5 separate regions of the Mus musculus genome follow, and all the other regions are linked to region 4. A link is a contact called in public Hi-C and promoter capture Hi-C data. All regions are on one chromosome and are shown on one strand. The core of a region is the stretch at or near the end of the contact, and the rest is flanking DNA. Distances in the headings are between cores, read along the strand shown.

Region 1 (3,213 bases), core at 41-2,540, 1.2 Mb before region 4:
CTTTCGAGCCCACCAACAGCTCACTTGGGAAGCTAACTTTGTCTTTCACAAAGCAGTTGGTCAGAGTGGACCCCCAGGTAGAGGTTCATAAGGGCAGGGAGACATGAACCATAATCACCGACTTAAATTCATTTCTCACATATTTTCCCCAGAATCTCCATGCTCTGGTTGGCCCACTTGCAAACAGTCAAAATGGCGGAGAAATTTTCCACTAAAATTTTATTCACTTTTTCAATCACTGAAGGGCCCTAACTTTGTTCATTTGGTAAAGTTCAAGAAATAAGTAGAAAAGACAGACAAAACCCACTCCCAAATAGAAGACAACAAATGGAAAAAAGAATACACACATGCAATGCGTGTGCGCGTGAGCGCACGCACACACACATACACACACTCATCACACACACAGAATACACAGAGAACATACACACAGAACACACACACAGAACATACACACACAGAACACACATACAGAACACACACACACAGAACACACAGAACACACACACACAGAACACACAGAACACACACACACAGAACACACACACACAGAACACACATACACAGAACACACACAGAACACACACACAGAGAATACAAACACACACAGAACACACATAGCACACACAGAAAACACACATATACACAAAACACACACAGAACACATACATACGCACACAAAACACATACACACAGAGAAAAAACACACACAGAGAAAAAACACACACATAGAGAAAAAACACACATACAGAGAAAAAACACACAGAGAACACACACACACACACACACACACACACACACACACACACACACACGTAGTTTGGGGGATAGCTCAGTTAGTAAAATGCTCCCATGCTTATCTTGCAGGCATGAGGACTTGCATCATTTTATCCAGAAACCTGACTAGCTCATTTCTGAAATAGTTGTTTTGTTTTGTTTTGTTTTGTTTTGTTTTGTTTTGTCTTTTTGGTGGGGTGAGGAAGCCCCAAATAATTTTGCTTGTCTTTCCTGTTAAAAAAAACAGAAGCTTGTCTCTAACATCTTCTCCTTTTCCAGTCTTATATTAATTTCTCATTTTTTGGTGTGACTGATCACTTATTGGTGTGTGTGTGTGTGTGTGTGTAGTGTGAAGGGTTGCTAGCAGAGACCCAAACAGAAAGGATAGTGCGACAGGCTTTAATTATTCCCTCAAGGTTTCCGGTGTTGAAAACTTTCTGCGTTCTCAGTTACTCTCTGACAGGGCACAATTTCCCTCTGTATTTTCGGTTTTCAGAGGCTAGGACAGCGAAGGTGAGCCACGTGACCACAGGCTGGCTGACCTCCACTCGTCGCCATTTCCTCTCCTCTCTACCCTCTGCTCCACTTCTGCTATTTCCTTTAGATAAGAAGCCGAATCATCCCACAGGAAGAGCAAGATGTCATGCTGTCTCCTGTAGCTCCCCAGCGCTCAGGAGCCTTGTGGCATTACATTGCGACCCTTCAGGAATAGTCTTTGCTTCTCCAACGGTCTGTCACCCGGCACAGAAGTCTGATTTTCAGTTGAGGGATTGAGTACAACCCAGACCACTTGTGGCAGGCCTCTTCATCTCTCTGGGATCTGAGGAGTTGTGCCCTCAGGGTGGCCACCTAACTCAGTTTAGACTGTACAGTGTTTTACTGCCAAGCCTTACACTGTGGTTTTGTGGCTGGGACAGTTTACATGTCAGAAGCGGGGGATTTTTCTGCTGATATTTTACATTTGTTTTGTGTGCTGGCTTTAGGACAGCAGGCTGAGCAAAACTGTTTTGCCTTTCTGCTCTATTCAGTGACAGCATGTTCTCAGGCACACTAATTCACACCGTAACATTAACTCTGGTGAGGCGTGGGTTACTTTAAAGGGTGGTCTCCCATCCAAGTGGGAACCGGAATGGACCCTGCTTAGCTTCCGAGATCAGACAAGAACTGATGCATTCAGGGTGGAAAAGGGATGTGGAGAGTGGCGCAGAAGGGGGCGCTGATGCTATAATTTCCAATGGTTAGAGGCTCTTGCCTTTTTCTAGGGCCTTAAGCTGAAATCTCAAAAGGGCATGAAGAAACAAGGAAGATTTTATCCTTCTCTTCATGTTTTAGCTCCCCGAAACCGCCAAACTGCCAAGGCTGAGGTTCAGACTGTAGCTGATGCACGCAAGCTCCTCATATATTATTTTGCGTTGCTGTTTGCACGCATCCATCAGGTGCGGTCATTCACCAAGAGAGGTGGCCACTGCATTGTTTGCTTAGAGCCGAACCACGGTCTCCTTGGAGCCAAAACTGGGCTTATTTCATTAGACCACCACCTTTTTCTTTCCATAGTCATTTGTGTTTCAGCTATAAATAATACAATCTATGTTTTAAAAATCACAATGTAACTTGAATTTCTAAAAATACTCAGGAGAAAATCATTTTCTGAAGGCTGGCCCTTCTGCCTTTATCTCTATGTTGTTATTAAAAATGATGATGAATTAACTGACAGGCATCCTCAAGATTGTCTATAGCGTTTCCTTTTCTGAGCAATGTAGGACAGGCTAAATAAGAACACATTTGGCATGATCTGAAGTCAACGCTGTCTGGAACATGGGGTTGTAGATAGCTGCTTAAAGTCTAAAAATTCTAATGATCTTGGGTACAGTCCCCTTTTCTGTAATTTTTTTTTTGTCAAAAAATTTTACCTCACTTAAAATATTCAGAAGATAATTCTATTGTGTTAATAATTTTTCTTTTAGGTTTGGTCTTTAGACATGCGACAGCTTAGTGTCAAGTTTATTGTGTTGCTTATTATAATACCCACCACAAACATTCATTTCATTTCACTGTGTATTATGACTCTTTTTTATAATCTATTTTTTGTTTCGTCATCTCTCATATATTACATCTCTAGCTGTTTTCCCTCCTCTCCTGCCAGTGTCCCCCCAACTCCCCTCTCCCCCAGATCCACTCCTCCTCCATTTCCTTCCAGAAAAGAGCAGACCTCCCAGGGATACCAACCAAACACAACATAATAAGGTACAATAAGGCTAAGCATATACCCTCACATCAAAGCTGGACAAGGAAACCCAGTAGGAGGAAAAGTCTCCCCAAAGCAGGGAAAATAGTCAGAGACAGTCCCTGCCCTACAGTTAGGAGTCCCACAAAATCACCAAGCTCCTCAACCACAACATATATGCAGAGGACCTAACTCAAAACCGTGCATGTGCT
Region 2 (3,280 bases), core at 107-2,606, 1.3 Mb before region 4:
GTTTATTGAATCTATTATGTGAGAAATGCCACAACAGGAAGAAAGGCAGGTAAGGGATGGATTGGTGTAGGGGGTGAGGAGGGTGGGATGGATGACCAGGGAGCAGTATCTCCCTGAACGGCTATGGGCAAATAAAATTAAGTAACAAAACACAAGTTGCCTTCACTTGGGTAAACATGTGGGTAAATGATAGACATTAGAGGCATGTAGGACCACGGAAATGGGAGCTGCGGAGAGAGCAGGGTCTAATTTTAAGAAATGGGCAGAGAGGAAGTGGGTGGGTTTTGTAGATGATTGGCATAGAGGGGGGAGATTCTGGCACTGGAAACCTAGTGTTTCCATGGCCAGTTTCTATGGCAGGATATTTATGATGGGTAGAACCACTCAGGGAAAGTCTTAGCGGGTATGCTGGCTTTCAGAGGGCAGGCAGGTTTCCTGGGTGCTTTGCTTTCTTGCCTTCTCGTTAAACTTCAGCTGGTGACTCACTAGGATGGTTTTAATATTGAGCTGCCAGTGCCTAGACCTCACGTCTTCAGGGTGAAATGAAGGACTAGGAAAAACAAAACTGTGCAGGTTTAATTGAAAAAAAAAAGCAAATGATATTCTTACTATATAACTGGCAGTTTTGGGGTTCTACTTCGGGGTATTTTGGGGTAGTACTTTGGAGGCATGGAAGAACTGTAATTTCTGAAGAAGCACAGTATTCAACCGGGGGCGGGGTGGTGGTCACACGAACACAGTCCATATGCAAAGGCATTGGTGTAGTTTCATGGAGCCTTCCTGGAAGATTAAAAATTAGTTAGGTTTGCTTTTGTGAAATTTCATTACGAAATGTATCTTAGTGAAGACTGGAAAACATAACGAAAACCTAAATAAATTACTCACTTAAAATAAATGGTATGTGGCTGCTGAGGCACTGCTAGGTGAAGAATTAACTTTTGCACAGTGGGTGGGGTCTCATCACTGAGTATTGCTTAGGTTCGCTTAGGGATTCGAAACCTAGAGAGGTCCTTTGGGCCAGATTTATAGCTTTAAGACGTGTTGCTTTCCACTAGAAAATAAATCACAATCCCGGGGCCGGGTATTTGGGGAGGGGGGGCTTAATAGCTTCATAAGGCTTTCAGAAGCTTCAAATATTTGCCCAAGACTGAACTCTGTTGGGACTTTAGTACTAGCTAGCACTGGGGGTTGACTAGTGGTCTCTGAACTTGGTAGCCTGGGGTATAAGATGGTCTAGGATTGACATGGAAAGGCTTCGGATCAGTGGGGTGATGTCAGAGGTGCACTGAGACTGGGAGTGCTGTAACTAGGGAAGCAGGCAAGGTAACCAGAGACAAGCTGTGGGAACCGTTGCTAGGGAGAGACAACAGCATCCTGCCAGATGGTGCCTGACATCTTCATGGCACTGAACTGCTTTTAACAGTCTGGGCTGTTTGGTTTTTTGCTGCCATGGGCTTACAATGGCCATCCCAGGAAGTTCAGAGTCCAGAGTCCTTTGGCACAGACCATGTTTGTGGCTGCTGAAGAGGAGGTTTTGGACAGCCAGAAATCAACAGAAAGATGGGACCTGGAAACAGACAGCAAAGAGAAACAAGCAAGCATGAGAAGGATGAAGACAAGGGAGACACCACACAGTGCACACACTGTCTCGTCTTCCAGGGGATGCTGGAGCCAAGGCCACATCCCCAGCTATGCCAGCATATGCAGCCACTTATCGAATAGATCCTGGTACCCAGACCCTCTCTGTGTGCTTGTCTCGATATGAGAAGATGGTGACGGCCCCCTGTCAAAGGCATTTCTGAAGTTTTAATGAGCTTGCTATTAGAATCTGCTAAACAGAATGATTCTGATACTAACAAGTGCTTGAAACAGAACGCAGTAGATTTAGTTTTAGTACCAATCTCTCCTTTACACATAAAAAAATTATTCCTTACAAGAAATATTATATTTATAGAAAATATATTTTTTGAGGGTTTGTGACAACAAATATTGGAAAAGTTTCCCACCTCCCAGCACCAACACCTTTGAAAAGGACTTGAGTACCCAGCTTGAATTTCTGGCCACTCCCGCCTGGTGGTAATGATGATTACCTGGGCTCCATTAAAGGAAGAGGGACACAGTTGCTATGGAGCAGATTTAATGTATTGCTTCCCCTCCGGGTTCCAAAGACTAACACACAAACAAGCTGAGAGATAAAGAAAAGCACTTTCCAGGCTCTGGAAGTCAGACAAACATAAATTACGATCTGTTTCAGTCTGAGGCTGAAGTAGGCCCACAGGAGACCATTCTTCTCCTTGGCAGGGTCTGTTCTCTGCTTTTCTCTGAACCCCTCTCAGGTGGAACCCTAGAACTGACATCTTAGAGGACAAACAAATATGTCAAACATTGACTTGGTGGGATGATAGCAGCCAGAAGCTGGGGTGCAGCTGCTCACCCCATTTTCTGATTCTTTTTCCCATGATGCTTAGGGCTCTGAGGGTTAGACAAGACCAAAAGCACAGGGTCCCTAGGGTCTAGGAATGCAACAATCAGTCTTTGGTGTGAGAGGCTAGCACTAACTTAAAAAAAATGTTTGGGGAGGGACCTGTCAAATCAGGCCTTCAGCTTTTCTAGTCGACATCAGCGATAAGCTTGCTTGGTGGCTTTGAGTTGAGAGACTTTGCCTGCTTTAATTTTTATTTTAGAAAGCTTACCCACTCTGGGGGGTGGGGAGCCACCCTTTAGCAGGATGTTGCAGAGGTTCAGAAAAATGACTTTTAGAGAAGTGAGTCCTCCCACGCAGAACCAGGGTGAGCCAGGCGTTGTTTGGGGCTATCTGGTGTCACTACTTTCTCTTCTACTTTTATTAAAACACCCCCAACACTCCCTTCATTGAAACCCAGTCCCTGGGATGATATGAGAAGCACTGGCTCATGGGCTCACTCTCCAGGGAAGAATTTAAACAGTTAACCCCCTTAGTTTACCTACTAATTCCAGCTCTGACTGACGGGCCTCTCTTCTACTGACCCCCCAGTCCAAGGTGCTGAAAACTTCCCAGTGTACATTGTATAAACATCAGGGTCTTTGTTGTTGGTGGTGCCCCCTTCTTTCCCTTCTGATGCCAAACCTCTTTTCTTTCCACCAGATATTGTTGAAGAGGCCAGAAGTTCCCTGTTATCCTGTTATTATATCTAGTATTCCTCCCTGTAGCAACACAGAGATAGGGTCCCAAATGGAGTATATTTTTTCCTCTAGGATGTTTATAAACTCCTAAAGATGCATTTTTTTTGCTTGTTTTTCA
Region 3 (3,319 bases), core at 679-3,178, 1.3 Mb before region 4:
TGGCTCCTGAAGCCACAGAACATCTCCTGACACTTGACCCCTTCGTCCACTACCACCAAAGGAAGCCGTTTCCTAGGGACCCTGTTATCTCTACGTCCTGGGTGACCTTCTGTAACAGCTCTCTGTTGGATATCCTCTACAGACAATCTCAGTAAAGCACCCTGAGTGTTTTTCTAGGTTAGTTCCTGGTCTTTATATCACCATCACCACTACCACCACTGCCACCTGATCATCACTATCATCATCATTTTCTTCACTAAAAAGATTATAAGTTTATGAGGCACCTAATGCTGAGTGACTTTGATATTGAATACAAGATAAAGATGTAAACTTCTGGGATTATCATCCAAGCAGGCTCTGTGCTACACACTTATGTTTATAGGTATTACATAAGTAGGTATCAAGCTGATACCAGCTAGTCTAGGTTGCTCATTACGAACTAGATCCATGACTGGACCATGAAGAGAACCTCTAAGAATCATAAAGAAAAGGAGGCAGTTCACCTTTCTTCGGTTAGTATTTTAGGCAAATAGTGATAATGATAATAGTTTCACTTTGGTGACTTTGGCTCTCTATGATTAAGGAGAACGTAAAGTGGGCAGTGGTACTGGAATTTCTGTTTTTTGTTTGTTTTTGATTTTGCTTTCAGGGAAGGAGAGACGAGGGCGTCAAATGAGCTCTGTACAGCGTTGAGCACAGCCGTCCTCTGGATGCTGAAAACAACAGCATAATGTAAAGACACCAGACCCAGGACCATACTGGACCCGAGTCATAGCTCTGTGACCAGATACAAGGTCTGGACCAAAACATACAGCCAGACATCCCAGTCTGCACCATCCTGTTTGCTGGCAGTAATAACCCCTAGGTAATTACCCCTAAGTGCTAGGGGTGTTAGTCCATTTTGTGCCCCAAAGATAACCAACTTATAAAGCAAAATGGGGCAGTGGAGGTGGGGGAGGTCAGGGGACTTAGTTCCATAGGTGGTGAACCTGCCTTGCATGTGTGAAGCCGTGCTTGATCCCTAGGTCTACAGAGACCCAGCATGATGACCCAGTTCTGTGATCTCCACATAAGGAGAACACGTGGCAAAGACCATCCTCCATCACACAGCAGGTTTAAAGCCAGCCTGGGAAACATGGGATCCCGTCTGGAAAACGAAAAGAGCTAAGCTTGTTTCTGTTCCCAGTTTTTCACATTCCCATTGCTTGGGTTTTGTGGTAAGGCAGTACGTCTTGGGACAACAACAGCCAAGTAAATTGGCTGATTTCATGAACTGGAACCAAAGAAGTGGAGGAGGGAGCCGGCAAGAGGAGAGAGAGTAGAAGAGGAAGAAGGAAAAGAGAAAGAGGAAGAGACTCTCTCACTTCCTCTTATACTTCTTAAGACACACCCCAGTGACCTAGGGACCCACCAACCAAACTCCCTCCTTTAAAGGGTCTACTGCCTCTAATAGCATCCTGGGGTCTTTGAGGGACATGAAGATCCACATTATAGCTCTGAGTAGGTGCCAGAAAATCATCCTTTTCTCTGTACATTGGAAGGAACAAGGCAGTTTAAGAGGTGGGAGAACCTTCATGAGACATTTTAGAGGCAGGAAATTCCCTATGAATATGCATTCTCTAAAGGCAGTGTGGCCCCAAGTGCAAATCTAGTTCTGTCCTACAAATTGATACATAATCTGAAGAAGCTCTAAAAAGCATTAAAAAGAAAAAAGTCCTATTAAAACCCATCTCAAACTAGTGTGGATTGTGTCTGTCATCAGCATAGAAATCTCTCTTGCATCTTTGACCAATGGCCACGAGGGTGTCATGGTGGGCTTGGGGTTGTTTGCAGATTTTGCAACCTTGAAGCATTCAGCGCTCTGCATGTGGGTTCCCAATGCTGGACCACAGTTTCCCTTTTGTGAGTTTCCCTGTGGTTGCACTGCAGCAACAGGCTGTGTGAGCTACAAAAAGACAGAGCTATCTAAAAGGTCCTCTCCTCTGTACCGAGAGAGGGAGTTGAGCTTTGTCCCCACTCCAGATCGTTTGTAGGCACCTGTGCAAAGACAGTTTTCTTGGGTGTAGCAGGCCAGATGCCTCGAGAGACCTGTGGTTAGAACAGATAGTCTCATAGTTCCTGTTTAGAGAAGCCTTAGGCTAGACACTCTCCAACTTTTCCATGATTTGATATTTCCTTTTCCTCATTCGTCTTTGTAAAAGATGGGGTGAGGAGTTGAAGTAGAGAGTTTTTAGGAGATGTGGATTCTAGCCTGGCTCTGCCCAGTTTAATGCTGAGCCCCCTGATACTCTCTCCATAAGAATGTTTTCATCATGGAAGGTGGCCAGAGACCCCTCTATGTTTGATTACTCTCATTTTCATTAGTAGACCACATAGAACCTTGCTCAGTGGTCTGACAAGATCCCCCACCCAAAGGCTGCCGCTCCCCATGGTGAGCCAGTACTTCAGTGCACATGCCCAGGGTCCTATGTGTTTGCTGCCCAGCCTGGCACAGGGGTTTCCTGTTTGTGTCACCATTTTCAGTACAAGAGCAGAGGGTGCAGGGAGCACATTGCTCAGGAAGGAAGTGAGAGGACAGTGTGGCAGGAACTGGGACAGGTTTTTTTTTGTTGTTGTTGTTTGTTTGTTTGTTTTTTCAGAGGATGAGCAAGAGGGTCAGAGTATCAAAATATTTCCATTTGCTTGTCAGAAAAAACAGACTGGGCTGCTGTGTGACAGATAGCAAGCACCAGTCCTTCAGTAGAAATCACTCAGTACAGAGTGTGACATGGTGGTGCACCAGCTGCTGGCCTTCCTGCTTGGACAGGCACACTGCTCACGTGCATGTCTCTTTGTGCTTTGGGAAAGCAGAATTTATATGAAACCTACAATTTCACACATAGGCGTTTGTCCCCACAGCCCAGCTTCCCACAACAAAATTCATGCCCGGTGTGGGGATCAGCAGCTCAAATTCAAGATGTGCCTATACAGGGGAACTGAAGTGATGGGCCAAGCAGTTTGATATAAAAATACCCCAGGCGCCTGAGAATGGGAGAAATAGTCTTTTCCAGGGAAGAGCCCACCAACTGACCATTCAATAACAAATGGTCATCCTGGAAAACATGGGTACAGATTATGATATACAGACCAAGCAGGTTGTTATTTGTTACATACATACATACATACATACATACATACATAAAATATGCACACACATACACATATTCACACATATTTAACAATTAATGTAAAAAGAAGTCATGAGTTTGAAAGAAAGGAAGAAGGAATTTATGGGAGGGGCCTAGAGAAAGGAAAGGGGAAAGGAAATGATGGGATTATA
Region 4 (3,473 bases), core at 825-3,324:
ATATGTCTATCCAATTGCCACATTCACCAATCAAGTTTCTGTACAGATTGACAAGCATTCTAAAATTTATTTGGAAGGTAAAGCAATTAGAAAAGCCTAAACAATTCAGAAAAGGTACAATGCTGGCTTCATACAATTTGAGGACTTATAAAGCCACAACAAAGAGAACGATAACCGAAAGAGGAACAGACAGATCAATGGAGCGAAAGCTATCACATATATAGTAAATTGCTATCGCTAAAGTGTAAAAATCACTTTGCTTTACAGCTCAAATACACACTTCTTCTTATGCACAGAAGTTGGAAATTCTTTGAGATTTTTCTCTTGACAAAATAAAATGCACTAGGGAAAGAGATGAGCAAATTTCAAAGTCAAGAACAAAAGGAATTTGGCCTCTTCCAGAAAGGGTGCTGTGAACAGCAAGGCAACGGGGAAGTGCTGGCTTTTAAACTTTACACAGTTCACCTTACTAAGAAGATAGGAACTGATGCTAACAAAAATATATAACAAACCCACATAAGCTACAGGGAGTCAGGCCAGTGAGTCAAGGCTCCTCCCACCAGCAAATACAGAAGACCTGTGTTTAATCCCAAGGACCCACCTGAGGGACTGAGAGAACTGAATCTAGAAAGTTGTCCTCTGACCTCCACCCGAAATCAATGAAACAATAAATGAAACAAAATAAATGAAAACACTTTCAAAAATTCCAAAAGACAAAGGATGTCACCTCTAACATAAAGCCTGTGTGTTTTATACAAAGAATTTGCTAAAATGCTTTTAAAAAAACCGTTAAAAATAACAATAATAATAATAATAATTGGAGGAAGGGAGCAGGTTTTTAGGCAGCATTTCAATTCAGGCTGGGCTGGAACTCAAAATCCTCTTTACCTCAGCCTCCCACACGCTGATACTGGCAGACATGTACCACGATGTCTGGTCTCAAAAAAGCATTTTTAAACGTTGATAATAGATCTTTATCCTTCGGTTATGAGAAGAAAGATGGAAGAAAAGGAAGAAAACTATATAACAAACTAAGAGAACTGTTAAAGGTGAACTAAATCTGAGAGCAGAAAAAAAGGCTAATTAATACATATCTGTGCAAATATATATATATATATATATGCATTCCACCACCTAATTTGGGGTCTGAAAGGCATCCCAAGCCCCAACCTTCAGTATCCAAAACAAACTCCCTTTTAAGAGTAGCAGGTGGCTACGCATTGCAGGACAACCATTAAACCGGGCTTTGTGTGGTACAGGAGGCAAGGACCAGGTCCACCTTCGAAAGACGGGGAGAGAAAGGGGGCGTGGCAGGGAAGAGAAGGACCTCGATGGGGCAAGAGATGACTGAAAGGTGATTTCATTGTACAGGAGGTGGATGGAATTACCAGAACTGGGTGGGCAAGTTTACAAAGCCGGGAGTCAGGAAGTGTTGGCAAATTAGTCACCTTAGAAGGGACAGGGTCAAGGAACAGGATGGAACCCGCAACGGCAAGGAGACGAACCAAGATGGGGAAAGGCACGGGGTGGGGATACCAGGCGAGGGGCTACCAAACCTCAGACCCCGGGTGCCCCAGGCAGCGCCGGCGACGCGGGGTCCGACGGAGGGACAGAGGACGCTCGCTGCACCGGCATCTCCCCGAGCCAGGTGGTGGCCCGAGAGGGGCGGAGCCGCCCACAGCCGCAGCCTGGGGCCGCCTGCCCGCCCGGGATGAGATCCCTGGATCCTTGGGGATGCAGAGGTGAAGGCCAGCGGGGAGGCTGGCGGGGAAGGCGGGAAGGACTCCGGGGTCCGGGGTGACAGGCACCGACCGCACTCACCTGGTTGGTGACCTGAAACGAGACACAGAAGAGGGTTTAGCGACGCGCGCATGCGGGCTGGCGCCGGCCTCCCGACCCGCTCAGGCCCTGGCTGCGGAACCCGGCCGCGCTCACCTCAGGGTTGGCCTCCAGCGGCAGCCAGCGTTGACCCTCCATGACTGCTCCGCCGGCCGCTCTCCAGCTCTGACAGCCGCCACCACCGCCGCAGCCGCCGCCGCCGCCGCTTCCGCCCCCGCGCGCTCCGGCCGGCACCATCCAAACGCCGCCCCGAGGGGGAAACCAACGAATGGACTTCCACGACCCCCAAGACGCTTGATCTCTCCCTACGGAGACTCAGCCCTGGAGTTACTAATGAAGTTAAAAGGCAAATTAAACTGATAAGCCTGAGCCATGTCCTAGTTCATGAGAAAAAGAAGCTTTGATCAACGGTGAACTCCCCTCACACTTGGACTCTCCCTTCCCCCGAGCGAGCTCCCGAGTTCTACGCATGCGCCACCGGGCCGCGTGCTCGCAGGCAACCTCACCTTCTTGCAATGCCAACCAGAAGCTCTAGGGGGCGCGTCATGGATTCCTACTCTGTGAGAGTGGGACCGGTTTGCTAGCCTTAAGGCAGCCAAGCCAGAGGGGTTGACTCCTTGGAATCATGGTCTTCCTGCTCCTTTGTGAGGATACTGGAATGATATGTTGGCCTTATCTGTTATTGCACTGCCCGAGATACAGGTAATAGGTAAATGGTGGATATAGGTGATAGGTAGATAGATACTCAGTTCTGCTTGAGAAACAATATGGAGCCACTACAAAGAGGAAATCAGGCAATGTACTGTTTGGTACAAACTGAAGGACTTTAAACAGCATTTTGAAATCCATTCGCCATCCCACTAAATTTCAGGATGACAAATGTAATGATTTTGTTTGTTTGTTTGTTTGTTTGTTTGTTTTTCAGGGTTTAACTCAATGGCTAGTACATAGGAGATTTCTCAAGGGCTATTTGAGAAATGGTAGAGCACTTGTCTAGCATGCTTGAGGCCCTGGGCCCAATCTCAGTGTCACAAAGGAGAGAGAAGTGGAATAATCATGTATGCAGAAATACCATCTGTCAGTTATGTGGGGAAATGCAAAAACAGGAAAGTTGACACAAGGTAACATTTATGAAGACAGAGAAGCAGAAGATATTTCAAGGAGCAATCCTTTTGATATGTAGGAACCAAGAGTCATGGCAGGACTCCAGAAATTTGATCTGATATATATTACTATTCTGTATCGAAGAGAAGGATTTCAGGGAAAGGTTAGTTAAGAAGTGAGAAAAATATTATTATGCTGAATTTGTCCTTCTTGGGAAATTTCCAACTCTCCCACGCATGCTCTGGCTATTATTTTTATAACCCGGTGACTCTTGTAATCCCTTGACTCCTCCCTATTTGTCTGATGGCTTGATGCCATATCTGTCCAACCTCATGACTTGGTAAATCTGGCAATGCTGGGCTCATGATCGGTTAGCTGCAGTTGCCTGATCTCTTGTGGTGCTTGCTATAGTCTCAGTCTCTACTGGGGCTGTTTGGGGTGCCAGGGGAATTTTCAGACAGCCGCTTTTCTCCAGACTCCTGCAGTTCTGCATTTTGTTTCTCCTCTTAGTGCTTGGCCAATACGCCACA
Region 5 (3,511 bases), core at 366-2,865, 1.2 Mb before region 4:
TTAATGCTTCTCAGCAGTTTAGTGCACACTGCTGGGGGATGGTTGCTGATATATTTAGATTATGGGCAGCTGGTGTTAGCGAAGGGATTTATTGGCTTAGTCATCCTTGGTAACAAAGATATGAACTGTCACTCCCTGATTATTAGTTGATATCTCCTCTCTCGACTCTTCAGTTTTAGATGCCGTTTTCTTTTCCACTCAAACACAACTTAGTATAAAAATATTGAGGCTAGGGACCTGCTAAGTTTCCCCAAACTAGTGATTTTTCTAGACATTAGTGGTTGTATCTATTTGTGGAGTTCAATTTAAGACATCAGTTTATCATAACTGAGAAAAAAATAGCAGAAGGCTCAAAGGAAAACCATGGGAACCATAAAAAACCAGGCAAGTGAAATGAGAGCATGTACCCTGGAGAGGCAGGCCTGAGCGGTGCTTGCTGTTTTGAGATAGTCTCACTGGGCCTGGAATTTGCAGTGATTCCCTCTGCTTTAGTCTCCCAGTTCAGGGGTTACAAGTACGGAGCCACCACCACCACCACCACCACCACCACCACCACGCTTAGCTGCGGGTAATGTTTATACTTCCCCTCCCCCAGCATTTTCCTTAGGGCAGCTTTTCAATTGTGAAAACCTGGACGTTGGTCAACTGGTGTATGAGCAATTGAGTTTTCTAGCTTAACAAAGGCCAGTTCCTTACAGAGCACTTTCTACAGAGACACATGGGTGTGAACTTCAGGACAGCCACTTAGTAGGCACGCTCTACATTTAACGAACATTCTTATGGTGAGATTCAATTCACTGTTAGTTTCAACATAAGCTTCATGCTGATAGCAAAGATCATTAAACTTTAAAACACGTTTCCAAGGAACACTGTGCCATCTTCACTCAAGAACATCTTTTAAATTGGATAGCTAATTATCTATTTAGTCTGAAAGCAGAGGAACGGTTCGGAGTACTCTCTGTGAAAGCATCCTCCCGTTCTTGATTTCACTTTTGTGCTGTCTGTCGTCAAGTGCTTGCAAATCACCAAGTCCACAGCTCAGGAGTAAAGAAAAAAAAAAAGGTACGTAACACGAAGAGCTGGAAATGAACTTCTCATTTGAAATCTCAGTCTTGCTCTACGAACGAAGCATAAGTTAGACGTCATTCCACACCCCGATAAAGCATCACCAGGTCTACTTCTAGCATACCCAGTGTGCACTGCGCTCTGATCGTCACTGTTGGGAGATGGATTCCAAGGACAAGAGGATGGAACAAACTTTGGCTTTTCTTTGAAAAGCATTGACAAGGGAGATAGTCTGTGCTGGAACAAACAGTGCTAACAGGAATTAATAGTTTTCAGTTGTGATATGATAGCATTTATACCGTTAGAGAAACTTTCTGTTCCTTGTTTCTTTCTGGCTGACGAGCACCATAGAAGAGTATCCCAGTTCCTTCACTTGCCTTCTCCTACCAGGCCCGTTCGCTTCTCTCTTAATCTCAGAGGATGTTTGAGGATATTTAGGTGGTGTGGACCTTACACCTGCCTCCCCGTGTTGACTACTTGCCTTTTCTAGGCAAGACCCTCAAAGCTGGGTTAGGCCTGAGTTCCCTCTCCAGCCTTCTCTTTGTCTATTCTGATTAGCATAACCCCGCCTCCTTCCTCACACAGGAAGAGTGCAGAGCATGCCAAGGAGAATGAGTTCCAACAGATGCTTTCCGTTTTTTTTTTTTTACTGAATGCTGTAATAGGAAATACAAAGGCTGAAATTGCTGCAGCCCTTTTGCTACTGGGGAGAAGAGGCCAGATCCCATGAAGATGAAGCTAATGAACTTTGTGTTTTGTAGAGTCCTCTTTCAAAGCATGGATTACCTATTGAGTGAACCTTCTGGGTAGTATAAACGTAAGCCAGCCAGCTTGTATTAGATCCATAGCACAACAGCAATTAACAAATGGAAAAATCGTTCCTCCTTCCCAAGCTCACTGTAATGCTTTGTTGGACATGAGATCTATGATTAATTGAATTTTATTCCACGAAGTGTTTTTCCTACTGCCTTTATGTATAAGAGATCTCTGCAAAATCTTCACTGAATTTTTCACTCTCCACAATTTTTCTTTTTTTTTGCCAGTTAGCCATAAGGTTATGTAATCGCACAGGAGTGGAGCCTGAATTCTGCATATTTAGGATGCCCAAAGTACTCGGGTTCTTTCTCCTTGGACTCTCGTTCCTGCCTGGCAATCATTTGCTGGCCTTTCAGAATAATCAGGGAGAATTATGGTATTGGTTCGTAAGGTAGGGCTCATAGGCTGGATGCATTTTTTGAATGGCAAGACACACTGCGGCATCACTAGAACTGGTCAAGAGTCTGAACAAACATACTCCATTTTCCTGGAGGTCAAAAACTAAATAGCCATTCCCACCCTGCACTTGGTGGACACTATCTCTTCCTCTAGAATGCAGGGCTATTAGCTTATTATGTTGAAAACTGCAATATTAGCAGAGATGGAGAATACTGATTAGAATCAGTTCTGGGAGATATAAATAATGGATTTTCATTTGAAAAGCAACTTTCAGTTTTAGTGAGAAATTTGTCAAGTTTTTCATTAAATTTGACAGAATAAAGACATCTGATATTTATAGATAGTCTTGTAGTGCCTTGCAAGAGACAGATAGGAACACTATGAAGCTATGTGCATCTAGAACAAAAGGGGTTTAAATCATCGGTTCCTGTGGGTGGAGAAGTCGGGTGGAGGGGTTTACGAGTGAAGGGAACTTCCTTTTTTCTTTTTCTGTATGTTCAACTGTCTGGTTTTAATTTCCTTTGCAATAAACTCATGAGTTATTTGTATCATCTTTATTTTTTTATGTTGGGTTTTTAATTAGTTCTTTCTTCAAGAGTTTCTTTCTTTCTTTCTTTTTTTTTTTTCTTTTTTTTCTTTTGGTTTTTCGAGACAGGGTTTCTCTATATAGCCCTGGCTGTCCTGGAACTCACTTTGCAGACCAGGCTGGCCTCGAACTCAGAAATCTGCCTGCCTCTGCCTCCCGAGTGCTGGGATTAAAGGCGTGTGCCACCACACCCAGCATCTTCAAGGATTTCATACAATGAGCTTTGATCTCTCTCTTCTTCTACTGTTCCCACCCTATGCCTACACCATGTCTACATCATGCCCGTGCCATGTCTACCCCATGCCTATGCCACTCCCAGGCCATGCCAACCTCATGTATACCCCATGTCTACATTGTTTTCCATTCCTCCCATTCTTGTATACTTTTCTCACATCTAGTCCAAAATATTTGTGGATTTGAGTCCTTCCACTGAGATGTGGTTGGCTTATCTGGATCTACACTCTTAGAGAAACGGAGCCTCCTTTTCTCAGCAGCTAGCCATTGTAATAGCTCCTCTGCTAGGGGTGGAACTTCCAGGATTTTGTCTGGCTTGGGCTTGCATAGGTCTTGGGGACATTGCCATAGCAGCTGGGAGTTCATATGCACTGCTGTGTCCACAGACACTGTTTTCTTCCAGTCACCCCT

The links. Promoter capture Hi-C pulls out the DNA fragments that hold promoters and counts their contacts. A called contact is a pair of places that touch in the nucleus more often than the background predicts.
Region 1: a Hi-C map of B cells shows a contact between it and region 4, with 8 read pairs. The contact joins the enhancer-like site here to the promoter of Uchl3 in region 4. A contact is called at or near these places in 5 of 39 promoter capture datasets (the C10 cell line, the HPC-7 cell line, HPC-7-derived erythroid cells and 2 more), 2 of 484 Hi-C or Micro-C datasets (B cells and pre-B cells) and 2 of 115 datasets of contacts at active chromatin or transcription factors (acute myeloid leukemia and pro-B cells).
Region 2: a contact with region 4 is called in a promoter capture Hi-C map of hippocampal neurons, with 3 times the contacts expected there. The contact joins the enhancer-like site here to the promoter of Uchl3 in region 4. A contact is called at or near these places in 6 of 39 promoter capture datasets (the C10 cell line, hippocampal neurons, liver and 2 more), 1 of 115 datasets of contacts at active chromatin or transcription factors (large pre-B cells) and 1 of 9 other capture datasets (pancreatic islet).
Region 3: a contact with region 4 is called in a promoter capture Hi-C map of pre-B cells, with 8 times the contacts expected there. The contact joins the enhancer-like site here to the promoter of Uchl3 in region 4. A contact is called at or near these places in 4 of 39 promoter capture datasets (the C10 cell line, hippocampal neurons, liver and 1 more), 1 of 484 Hi-C or Micro-C datasets (pre-B cells) and 2 of 115 datasets of contacts at active chromatin or transcription factors (large pre-B cells and pro-B cells).
Region 5: a contact with region 4 is called in a promoter capture Hi-C map of the HPC-7 cell line, with 5 times the contacts expected there. The contact joins the enhancer-like site here to the promoter of Uchl3 in region 4. A contact is called at or near these places in 4 of 39 promoter capture datasets (the C10 cell line, the HPC-7 cell line, hippocampal neurons and 1 more) and 2 of 115 datasets of contacts at active chromatin or transcription factors (acute myeloid leukemia and large pre-B cells).

Annotation. Positions count from the first base shown.
Region 1 is chr14:102,804,843-102,808,055 of GRCm38.p6, reverse strand. No RefSeq gene overlaps it. Among named protein-coding and RNA genes, the nearest start is that of Gm41234, 12 kb to the right of the region's middle. Within about 2 kb of position 1,290, at least 172 of the 459 cell types and tissues checked have an H3K27ac peak or open chromatin away from gene starts, as enhancers often do. A contact at or near this core is called in B cells, the HPC-7 cell line, acute myeloid leukemia and 2 more, where this site is marked.
Region 2 is chr14:102,924,342-102,927,621 of GRCm38.p6, reverse strand. No RefSeq gene overlaps it. Among named protein-coding and RNA genes, the nearest start is that of Mir5130, 57 kb to the left of the region's middle. Within about 2 kb of position 1,356, at least 43 of the 459 cell types and tissues checked have an H3K27ac peak or open chromatin away from gene starts, as enhancers often do. A contact at or near this core is called in hippocampal neurons and pancreatic islet, where this site is marked.
Region 3 is chr14:102,905,705-102,909,023 of GRCm38.p6, reverse strand. No RefSeq gene overlaps it. Among named protein-coding and RNA genes, the nearest start is that of Gm34589, 73 kb to the right of the region's middle. Within about 2 kb of position 1,928, at least 118 of the 459 cell types and tissues checked have an H3K27ac peak or open chromatin away from gene starts, as enhancers often do. A contact at or near this core is called in liver, pre-B cells and pro-B cells, where this site is marked.
Region 4 is chr14:101,652,568-101,656,040 of GRCm38.p6, reverse strand. Uchl3 (ubiquitin carboxyl-terminal esterase L3 (ubiquitin thiolesterase)) reads right to left here and starts at 2,074. Exons shown (of 9, transcript NM_016723.2): 1 at 1,936-2,074; 2 at 1,822-1,833. The coding sequence starts at 1,977.
Region 5 is chr14:102,881,640-102,885,150 of GRCm38.p6, reverse strand. No RefSeq gene overlaps it. Among named protein-coding and RNA genes, the nearest start is that of Gm34589, 49 kb to the right of the region's middle. Within about 2 kb of position 1,615, at least 107 of the 459 cell types and tissues checked have an H3K27ac peak or open chromatin away from gene starts, as enhancers often do. A contact at or near this core is called in the HPC-7 cell line, hippocampal neurons and pre-B cells, where this site is marked.